Linked DNA regions of Zea mays: region 2 is linked to region 1. The links are chromatin contacts, called in public Hi-C maps. All regions are on one chromosome and are shown on one strand. The core of a region is the stretch at or near the end of the contact, and the rest is flanking DNA. Distances in the headings are between cores, read along the strand shown. Region 1 holds the start of LOC100281830 (ubiquitin-conjugating enzyme E2-17 kDa). Region 2 holds the start of LOC103645796 (kinesin-like protein KIN-14I).

Region 1 (5,787 bases), core at 1,463-3,962:
TCCTAGGCCTCCTCGTCTAGATCAGCTCAATTCTCCCTCTTCTCATCCACTAGCACTTCGTAGTGTCGCCGCACCTCCTCTGTCCGCGTCGGGCGAGGATGACGATCACGAGATCTGCTCGGATGATAGAAAGGAGGGGCGGAGGGTTTGCTACCTGGAGTAATCGAGCTTGGGTGTGGACTTCTTCTCGACGTCGAGGACAACAGTGTTCATGCCGCGGACGGTCTCAAGAGCGTACTCCACCTAGAAGATGTGGCCGCCATTGGCTGCGGGGCCGCCATGCCTCCAGTGGCGCTGCCCGACAAGGAGGCTGGGTATTTGGGGGATTATTGGCGAAGCATCATGGCTCCCGACGAAGCAGGGGCTGCGACTAGCGCGTTGGACGTTGCTGGGGGCTGTCTGATACTGGCGGTGGCTGCTGCCTGGGGGCAACGACAGAGCTCATGATCGTCGAGACCTTTGATACCAAATTGGTAGGAGCCACGTTCCCTATCCCGACAATATGTTTCCGTTGCAACGCACGGGTATCCACCTAGTTATAGTATATGACTGTATTAAAGTTTTGTAAAACATGCAAGAAAGCTTACAGACAAGGTGGTCCGATATTACAAGCTCTCTCTTCTTGATAGATTATATTTTTATGAGGATGGCCCCTCTTCTAAAGAACCAAAGTGAGATTTCTAACCTTAGAAGTAACATAAAAGTGAGTATTCAGTTCTATGATGAGAATGATTGCTGGAGAGAACAAATGTGTCATTGGTGGTAAGTGAACCACGCCTCTTTTATGCAACGTAAGAAACAGACTTGCTAATAAACTAAGGTCTAGCAAGGTGGTCTTGGACCTAGTCTCTAGTTAAATATAGTTTGCAGAGTTTTGACCATCTATTTTGCTATTGGATTATTGAACTCTAGTTACCTAAAATTGTTTCGGATTACATACTGGAATCGACTATAGAGTTATAGACCTATACGTAATTTATAGAAGACAAGTTTTATGTAATTTATTGTAGCAGTGTTCTTCTATATCCTAAACTTAATTTTAGGGTATTTTTAAATCAATTTATGGGAGATGTAATATAAGAAATCCGGTGAAAATGTAATAGAGGCATCAATTTGACAATCTGCAGTAACTGGACGGATGGACGATGTGTGGAAGGTAGAAAGGCAATTCAGGATGCAGGGATGCAATTGGCTGCCTCCTTTTCATCACTGACTGAGTTTTTGGCTTAGCCAATGGACTACATTTGGAAGCAGCCTAGTTAGAATTACTCATTATAAACTATTAGCAAAAAGGCCCTGATTAGAAAATAGGAACAATAATATATGAACAGGCTCGACTACTGCATACTGGCCTCAAATATTGCATCTCTGGAGTGTTCATATTCTCGGGATAGTACACCTACATTAATCAAAAAAGCCATTTCCTGCAGTCAGGGCCTGGAACTTAGTAAAGCAAGAGATGCATGTCTCGATGCTGTCAAGCAGGTGCAAGATCAGCCAGGAAGAGCATCTATTTTCTACAGCACCTCTGTTAAGTCCATTATTTATATAAAAAAATGACCGAGAAGCATACAGCTTTGCACTTCCACAGAGCTTGAGATGTGCCTCCGTGTAGTCATCAATGAAAGCCTTCTCATCCTATAATGAGACCAACAATTAGCATTCTCTTACATGTCTCCAAACTCTAGATGCATTGAACTGGAGGCATACCGCAACATATTTCTCACTTGGGAGCTGAAGAAGGCCCTCGTCACCACTCACAAGTTCCCAATAAAAATATCGGATAAATAATTAGGTCCGGGAGGGTTTCACTTTAAAAATTGTAGCTTCAGTTTTACAGTTTCACAGTGAAACAATTTCAATAGATTGGTGAGGCGGGGTTCAAGAGTATTTGACTTGCACATAGACTATAGCTTCTATAGTATAATTAATTTTTATGATTTTTTTTTAATTACCCTTAATGACTAGTGGGTGGAGAAAGAGATCTAAATCCGTAAGTAATGTAACCAATGACATGGTGGATATTTTTTGTGCAAATTCACGGGGATATATGAAAACAATGTTTTTTAGCACCCTTTGAGAAGCTTCAAAAATTTCATAAAATTGATCTTTAGTTTTAGTTTTTTTTTTAACTAGAGCTCGTAGAGCTGTACCTGTTTAGATAGAATAAGCTGAAATAGATTTGAAATTATTGAAATAAAGCTCTTCCAAATAGGACCTTAGTGTCCAATGACATTCAACTGCCTAGATGAGATAACAAAGGTAGTTACAAAGCATCTCTTAATTAATTATAATTACTTCATTAAGCAAGCTATAGACTCACTTGAAGTAAGAGCTGTCAAAGACCAAAGGCGAGTCGGAGGTCGGTGGTTCTGGAGGAGGGTTTGGCGCTGCAACTTGCGAGACGAGAGCGACAGAGCGATCTAGCCGTGAAATTGCAATCTGACGGTGGGAGTTATTTCTACTAACGTGGCCATCCGCAGGAGCAGAGAATCTCACTCACTTTTATTAATAAAAAATAAAATAAAATAAATAAAAGGGATTTTCCACCCCTTCTCTTCCGCACACAAAAGAAACCCGGAAAAGCAGACCCCCCACTGTTCGCGTCCCGCGTAAGCATCACGCGAGTTGTCGGCGCCGGCGGATCCGTGATCGGACGGCCCATATCCGTCCGTTGCCCTTTAAAGTGTCCCATGGGCACATCTAGGACCCGGCCCAAATCCCCCGACTCCTCGCTTCCTCCCGTTCCGTCGCCGCCGCGCGCCTCGGAGAAGAGATAGAGGCGGCCGCTGCATCGACCCCGCGCCACCCCCGCCTGCCTCCCCCGGCACCGATCGGTACGGCCACCTCCCTCGATTCGATTGGCTCTAACTACGGAACCCTACCCTAGGTTCGATTTGATCTGTGGATTTTGGGGGATTTTGTTTAGGGTTTGATCGATGGCGTCGAAGAGGATCCTGAAGGAGTTGAAGGACCTGCAGAAGGACCCGCCCACCTCCTGCAGCGCAGGTGATTTACTCTCTAGCGCTCTGGTTTGTGTCCAGATCTTGCGGAATTGTGTTGCGATGCGCCCGTCGTCCGTGTGTGCTTGAGTTGTAGGTTGGTGTCTGTGTCCTCGGATTATGATTAATGCGGTTAGACCTCTAGTTAATTGTATCGGTCGCATGCTAATTTTCTCGAGTACCCTGATGTGGTTATTTTATTACGTTTGTTTTAATATTCTGCGTGGTTGATTCAGAACTACTTGGCTGTGCCTACATGTTCCACACTTCCACAGCACTGAGTTGAAATCTAACATAAGCAAGTCAAGGTCCAGACACGTTTAACTATTTTCTATGCATATATTTTGTACTTTAAAGTCTTCTTTTTTACTTTTAAGTCTTCTTTTACTGTCTCTTTTCATGTTAACTTCAGCCTCTCTTCCTATTACTATCTCTTTTTATGATGCTATTATGATGTACCCAGAGAGATCTCCGCTGCACATGTCCAAACCATCTTAACTGGTTAACAAACCTTTTTTTTTTCAACCGGTGCTATTACTAGCCTATCATATATAGTATCGTTTTGGGTTTTCATCTCTTCTTGTATGGCCATAAATCTGAGGCAACACAGGCAAATATTCTGTACATACAACATGCAGGTCTAATTGTTGTTGTTTTTAAATTTGTCTTTTAGCTTCTGTGGTACCCTCGTCACATAGAATGCCATATGCTTGAAGCCGCTTCATTTATGCTGCTTCGGTTTTATGGCTAACATCTTCATTAGTCTCCTCTTCTCAGTAGCATTGATCCTAAATACCGAAAGATATTCTTCCTGGACACTACTTGACCTTCCAAACTAACTGCCTTTTCATCTGTAGTAGTGCTGAAGTCGCATCTTATCTATTCGGTTTTAGTTAGTAATTTTAAAACTTTGGGCTCCACTTGGTTCATGTATAGTAGAATCAACCGTCAGTTAAAATAAACACAAGGGGTCTTCCCATGACATGATTTGTTAGCAAGGATGTCCATTGAGGTTGTGATGCACCTTACATTTGTTTTATTCATGTATAACTTTGTAAGCATACTGATGTCTTTTATTTGGTCTGATATGGATATTGCATATGTGTTGGTAACTTGGTATTGTTGAAATGTTTGTTCTATATGATCCAATCATATTCTAAAGCCACCATTGAGTCTCGATTTGTTTTACTTAACATTTGTAGTCACCTATCTGTGTGTTGCACTAACTATTCTTAATTGTCAGGTCCTGTTGGTGAGGACATGTTCCATTGGCAAGCGACCATCATGGGGCCTTCGGACAGCCCATTTGCAGGTGGGGTATTCTTGGTGAACATTCACTTCCCACCGGATTACCCTTTCAAGCCACCAAAGGTATTTTCTCTAATTTTTGATTTCTAATGCCACCTCTACCTGTATATTTAGATTCCTAGAGTTACAATTGTGCATATGGTAACTTTTGAAACAGTTACAATGTTTTAATGTGAAGATGATATGCTTATCTGCAGGTGTCTTTCCGCACCAAGGTTTTCCACCCGAACATCAACAGCAACGGCAGCATTTGCCTTGACATTCTTAAGGAACAGTGGAGTCCTGCTTTAACTATCTCAAAGGTAAATTGTCTACATTGTTTATATTGTGAGTTCTGGCTGCACTCTGATCCACCTGAATCCTCCGAGGTTTTGAGGCCTTACTTTTGGCTCCACCCCAACAAAGGTGGATTGAGATGGATTTGGGTGTAGCCAAACAAGAACTGAGACGGATAGTGGATTGCAACCAAACAAGTTCTTGGCATTTTTCGGACTAATTTTCTTTACTCCATGAGGAGTTGTGGTTAGCTAATATGATATTGTGGTTATGTTCCTTGAGAACAGTATGTTCAAGATAGTTTTGTCTGTTTACTGATCTGTTCTGTTCTGTATTAACAGGTTCTCCTGTCAATCTGCTCACTGCTCACGGACCCAAACCCTGATGATCCTCTTGTCCCTGAGATTGCTCACATGTACAAGACCGACAGGGCCAAGTATGAGTCCACCGCACGCTCCTGGACACAGAAGTATGCCATGGGCTAGAAGCAAGGCTAAAAGCTGGCCAAACTGGTGAATGTGCCGGACCCCAAATCGTTATCACCTAAATAACCAGTCAAGTCGCAAGTATGAATGGACTTTTGAGGACCATTGTGCCCTGTTGAACTCATGTATTACCTTGTGAAGTCCGTTGTGTCTGGTTTCTACCTGACCGTTTCGTTATCTGATGCTGTTTCTTTAATATCTGATGCTGCTTCATTAACCATACTTCTATATGGTTTGTGGTGTTGCTGTTTGTTTAATCTGTCAGCTGCTTGACGTTTCACTGAAAGAAAGACGTTCCAGTGAGCGCAGAAAAAGTTGGTGATTCGGTGAGAAACGTTACAACCTTATCACATGCTCTGAATTTCGCCAAAGTGGGTAGATGCTTGTGATTATATAACTACAGATTTGCGAGGCAAAGCTGGAGTTCTGAGTAGGGCATGGTATTTTGTGTTTTGCTGAGAAGTTGTCATCACTATGCGATAAGTTGCAATTACTTTTAGCTTAGCAGATAGCAGAAGGAATCAAACCTGGGTGGAACAGGTGAACAGGTTCAGTGGTGGGTTCGATGACTATGGGGTGTGTATGCTCGTAGTCGGAGTATGAATGTCGTAACCCTGAAACTACATGGTTTTCTACTTTTATTAATTAGGGTGAGATACGATAATAGAAATAAGGATGGGTGTTACTAGGGAAAACAGCGATATGATAATAGAATT
Region 2 (5,716 bases), core at 2,268-4,767, 270 kb after region 1:
AATTAAAAGCAATGTTCAGCCTCAACCATATTCCTTGGCAAGCCTTACACTACACATTTTACTCATACTTGTTGAGCGATGATCATATGAGAGCTCACCCTTACTATAATCACACCATGTCAAAAATAGGTACCGGAGGAAAAGGACTACTACGAAGAGTTCAGAGAGGTATATATTGTTGTGGAGGATCGTTGTCGTCATATAGTTTATTTTATCTAGTTATTCTGCAAAGAAACTCCATTAGGTAATAAATATTGCGGGGTGGGCTCCGTTCCGGGCCCACTTTAAGCTCGAGTAGTAGGCATCGTTGGTTGTCGGCATTGTCGTGGCGCTGTGGTCAGCTCCTGGCTCCCAATGTCGTATTGCGAGACGGAGCAGGCTTCGGGTTTTTAGGTGGGTCCCTCATTCGTTCGGGATTTTCGTCCTAGGAAACTCGCTTAAGAGTACTGTAGCGGGCGCGGCGTTCTGGTGTGTCCGTGGACAACGTGGTGGTCCGACCGTGCCGTAGGTCGGACGGTGCGGGGCGCGCGTTGCTTCGATGCGCATTTGCCAAACGCCAAATCGCAGCTTCCCTGTTCTCCATTGAGACAACACTTGTTTACCGATGGGGGAACCTCGGCTCTATTAGGGACCCGATAAGAAACCGCAATGTGTATCTGAGTAGTCTAGAACTATTACTAAGCTAAAATAATTGTGACTTGTGAGTTATGATTTGTATTACAAGGTTGGTAACTGTTTTAGATTTGGTTTTTGTCTTATTGTCTTTTGATAATTGATATATTTGTATTTGTTATCACGAGACGAATGGCCAAAGTATAATTTTCTCTTGTGTTTGTAACATAAATGTTGTTCGTGCCGTAATTGACTCGATTACGCCTTGTCGTCTGCCCACCGCATGTGCACATAGCCATAGGATCGTGCACGTTTTTTTAAATAAAAATACTGTATGAAAATAATCGCCGCACACGATACCGACGCGACCCGCACACGATACCGACGCGGCGGCGAGCGAGCGAGCGATTTGGGCTGTGCGACCTGCGGTGGACGGGAGTCCAAGCACGGGGTGGCGGGCGGGCCGACCTCGACCGAATGGTGGATCAGCGTTCAGCGGCAGACCGGCGCCCAACCCACTGTATTCTATGTTTCAGAAGAAGAAAAAATGCAGAGCCAGGTGAGTAGGTGACTGACTAGGTGAGGTCAGCGTCGGTCCGGCTGAGCCCCGGTAGTAGTACGCAAGCCTGGCTATCGATGGTATCGCCTCGCACTGCCCTTTTGCACGTATACGTAGCACGTGTGGTGACCGCAGGCAAAAAAAATCCAAAACGGATGGAATCTGCGTGACGACGCACAGCAGGGCAAGCAAGCTGTGTGCGCTGCGGCCCCTGTTCTTTTTTTTTTACCCGTGGTCGTTCCGTGCGACAGACCGCGTGTGGCCCGTCTCTATTAACAATCGAACAGTGTGCCATGAAATCATACGCGTTTCGTCGTGGCGACATGAAAGGGTCCGGTCCAGATGTATATGAGGGGCCCATCGTCTAGGTACAGTAGGACTAGGATAGCGCGAACAAATCCAACCTGACACGCCCTGTTCCGTTGGAATCTGGAATAATGCCGACCGGGACCGTGGACGCCGGCGGTTGGTGCCACCGTACGTACGTACCCCCTCTCTCTATCGTCCTGTCGTGCATGCCATGCCTCATGCGGCCAGCCGGCCATGGCTAATCATGGCAATGGGTACGAGTATAAATAAATAACCGTGAATAATTATCTACTGGTTATAAGCATGATAGAATTTGGTATCCGGAACCATGTGTACGATTATTATTATAATAAAGTATGTTCTGTGGATAGTTTTTTCGTAGGTATATCCATACTAGTTATTTAATAGATATATGACATATGAGCCATCCGGATTTAATATATTATCATAAATTCTTATTTTTCAATTTTTATCTATGATATGTTGTTTGGTGCTAAAATTATCATTTGATGCTGGTATAATGATAATTATTTTGAAATGTGATAAAATTGTTGTTTGGTGTTGAATGCTAAAATTGTAGTATAGGGTACGGGTACAGATTCATACCCACGAACGTTTATGCATACAGGTATAGGTTAAGTTTTGTCTCGCGTATATAGATTTACGAACTATATATCCGTATACTACCCGCCCAATTGCCATCCCTAGCCATGTCTAATGGACGACTATGGATTAGTGGGTAAGGTACCCAGTAAATATGGCAATGAGGACCCATTACGCGGTACACGGTGGATAATTACTCCATTAGAGGACTTATACTCACGGGTCTGTTAATAGGAGAAAAAGAGAAACTAACAGGTACGAGTACGTACTTATTAAACCCTACCCGTGTACAATTAGTATAAAGTACCCGGAATATAGCCAACAATTCTCTAAAAATTTATCTTAGTTCAATGAATTGTCTTGGGCTCCTAACCCCCGAGCGCAACTACATTCTACATAGGCCTTGGGTCAAGGCGGACCTAGAACAAATTGTAAAACGCTTCAAGCAATACTAAAACAATACTATAATCAACACTACACTGTACTATGGCTCTAGCATGAATCAGTATAACCCCGTATCAGATCCACCTTCGAGCCCTCGTGGCTCACCATTTAGAGCGAGTCCACGCTAGCACCCCTGCCGACCTGCCGAACACAAATGTTATTGTCCGCCGGTTTCCGAAACCACGACAGAAGGACATCCACATTTTCTATAATGTTTGAATGATAGTCACGCGCGAATAAGATAAACACCAAAGTAATTTTTAGTGATGGTATGGTCAAAAAAATCGAATGACCCCACTTCATCCTAGTTTATCCTCTAACCAAACACGTGACCCATCCAATCCCATACCATCCTGTGCCTGCCTACCCGCCGGACGGGTCCCCGCCCTCCGCTCGTGGCCCCGTTCTGCCTCATTAGTCATTCCAGTTCTAATCCCCAAAGTTATTTTTTTAACAGCAAAGGATACCCCCTATTTCATTAAGAAATAGGACCACAGTTTAACAGACTCCAACAGAACATACTACTTATTACAATACTTAGCTCATCAAGCTAACAGTCATACTCTAACTATCCATAACAGTTTTGGATCATAGTAGAGATCAGAAACCAAACAGACCTTCTAACCAGAATGTAAACACTCCCAATCACCCAAACAAGAAATTGGTAAGGGCCCACAGCTACCAGACCAATACAATCCTGAGAGAAACCAGACAAGCTAAAGAACAGAAATTGAACACCGGCAAGCATCCTTTCAGCATCCAGATCACATAACCAAAAAAACAACGCGCTCGGCATTAGAAACATAAGCGATTATTCATCAGCGTCCAGCCAAAATTTCTGTTGAAGATCTCTTTAACCGTTCGCTGAAAAATTCTACTAATCCGTTCCTTCCCAGACCCAGCAGCCCACGCCGGCGGCCGGCCTCCCAAAAATCATGAGCGCTTGCGCGGCAAGGAGGACACGGGGAGGGGGCAAAACAACAGCGGAACGGAAGGGGGGCCCACGGCGCCTGTTTTTGTTTAATCCGCTGGTACGGCAGCCTTCCGCCTCCGCCTCCGCCTCGCCATAGCAGTACCGCCCCCTCGTGAGCCCGCCTGCCCTCTCTCCTCCCTCCCTCTCCACACCTCGTCCCGTCGTCCCCCTCCTCGGCTCCGGATCTCGTCCTGCCGGCCGCGGCCGGACGAGGCGCCCGCGACCTGGTCCGAGCCTCCCTCTCCTCGCCGACCGTGCGCCTGTCGGGACTCACAGCCGACTTACTTATACCGCTCGCATTGCCGGGGGCTTGCTCCGTTTGTCCACCCGCTCGCCGCGCCGACTCGAGGGCGGTCCCGGTATCCGGAGCTCAGAGCTCGGACCTTCCAGGCGCCGCCTCCCCGTGGCGTTTTCGATCTGAGGCCGTGTCGCGGGATTGGCTTCGACGCTTGCGGCGGTGATGGCGATTGCGGACCTGCTGCTCGGCGGTGACCTGCTGCCGCTGGACGCGAGGACTCGATGGCCCTGAGGTTGATTGTGGCTTCGGGGAGGCTTTACTACTACTAGCTCGGTAGCTCGCTCCTGAGGAGGAGGAGGCGGAGGCGGAGGAGAAGTACAGCGCGTGAAGATGGCGGCCGGCGGGGCGGGGCCCGCGCAGCACCAGGCGCCGAACGGCGCCTCCGTCAGCATCAGCAACGGCGGCGGTGCCGCCGCCGCCACGCCGCCGCAAGGCTCGGCGGCCTCCACCGCCAACGGCGCCGCCGCCGACGGGTACGACAGCGACGGCTACAGCTTCGCGCCCCCGTGAGTCCCCACCTCCCTCCATTTCCTTCGCCGTCTCCTGCCGCTGCTTCGGGAACTTCCGAGTTGATTTCATGCTGTGCTATAATTGCCCGTGAGTTGAACTTTAGTCAACTTTAATTACCGGTTCGGATGGCTCTGCGTACGATGATTGCCAAAAGAGTTCCCTGCCTGCCTAGTGTAAAGTTGGGGGAAAAAGTCGGGCTGATGGCTAGGATTTGTAATTTGTTTAATTGCTGTATCGTGTTAATGTTGCTATAATTGGCTATGTGTGCTGTGCTCGTAATCCATGGCCTACCAACCCTACTTGTTAAGTGCGTCAGGTACCAATTTTTGTGCTAGTTGTTTTGTAGCGAAGACACCACACAGCGTACATTGTTTTCTTCTGTGCCACTGCCACATTCGTGTGCCAAGGTCGGATGTGATTCATATCTACTATCTGGGCTTACTGTTTTTGCAGTACACCGTCAACTTTGTCAATGTCCATACCTCCTGAGCTTGCTGGAGCTATTCCATTAATTGATCGATTTCAGGTACGTGACTACTACGTTGTAGCATCCTTACCAATGCGATCACTTTTTTTTTTTTGAAATGAAAGAATATCCAACACTGGTTGATTTGGAATTTTTTAACTTTAGCATCGAGACAAATGCATTATTCTTGTTTATGGTTTGCACGAAAGTCGAAAGGTACCCCTAGTTGTCAGTTTGGTGGAAACAAAAACGAGGTAGGGTGTTATGACCGGCCGCCACTACAGGCGCCGGACAACAGCAGAGGCGGCGGCCAATAATAGGCATGCAGATTAGTTAGATAAGGATTAGAATATTAAGGAGATAAGATTTGTTAGAGAGAAAAGAGGAGATCTCAGATTTGATCTCTTTAGATAAGGACTAGAAGGGAGTATAAATACTTGTAAGCACCACTCTATATGAATTAAGCAGAAAACTATTTAGTGTACTTCCTCCAAAGGAAGCAGACGTGTTTTCTTCTGCCAAAGCCGTTGTCCAGCGTCCGCCGAAGAACAGCACGGCCACGGCGCCCCTGCGCCAGCCCGCAACGCCTCATCCCTACAATATGTGCAGTCTCTCTGATAGGAGCTCTAATCCTATCATAAGGAAACTATACATCACTATGTTACAATTCAAATAGACTGTAACAAGCATAATGTCGATTAGTCCTACATAATCTCTACATAATGTTCTTTAGATATTGAGAGGTGAATGGAAAGTAAGAACAATCAGCACCACATTCAAGGTTAAGCGTTACATTCTCTTCTACATGCACAAAAATACGAAAACTGTACCCTGTATACTCTTACCATTCAATTGGTTAATTTACCATCATTTATCATTGTTACTGGCATTAGAGACAAGGAAATTCAATTAGGGAATACCAGCAGATACCGTAAGCATCAT

What was found. A called contact is a pair of places that touch in the nucleus more often than the background predicts.
Region 2: a Hi-C map of leaf shows a contact between it and region 1, with 4 times the contacts expected there. The contact joins the promoter of LOC103645796 here to the promoter of LOC100281830 in region 1. A contact is called at or near these places in 2 of 25 Hi-C or Micro-C datasets (both in leaf).

The regions. Positions count from the first base shown.
Region 1 is chr2:3,059,772-3,065,558 of Zm-B73-REFERENCE-NAM-5.0, forward strand. LOC100281830 (ubiquitin-conjugating enzyme E2-17 kDa) reads left to right here and starts at 2,713. Exons shown (of 5, transcript NM_001154750.1): 1 at 2,713-2,837; 2 at 2,930-3,009; 3 at 4,246-4,373; 4 at 4,508-4,612; 5 at 4,928-5,405. The coding sequence starts at 2,940. The coding sequence ends at 5,071.
Region 2 is chr2:3,326,894-3,332,609 of Zm-B73-REFERENCE-NAM-5.0, forward strand. It overlaps LOC103645796 (kinesin-like protein KIN-14I), which reads left to right and starts at 3,518. Exons shown (of 23, transcript XM_020548072.2): 1 at 3,518-4,304; 2 at 4,762-4,834. The coding sequence starts at 4,129.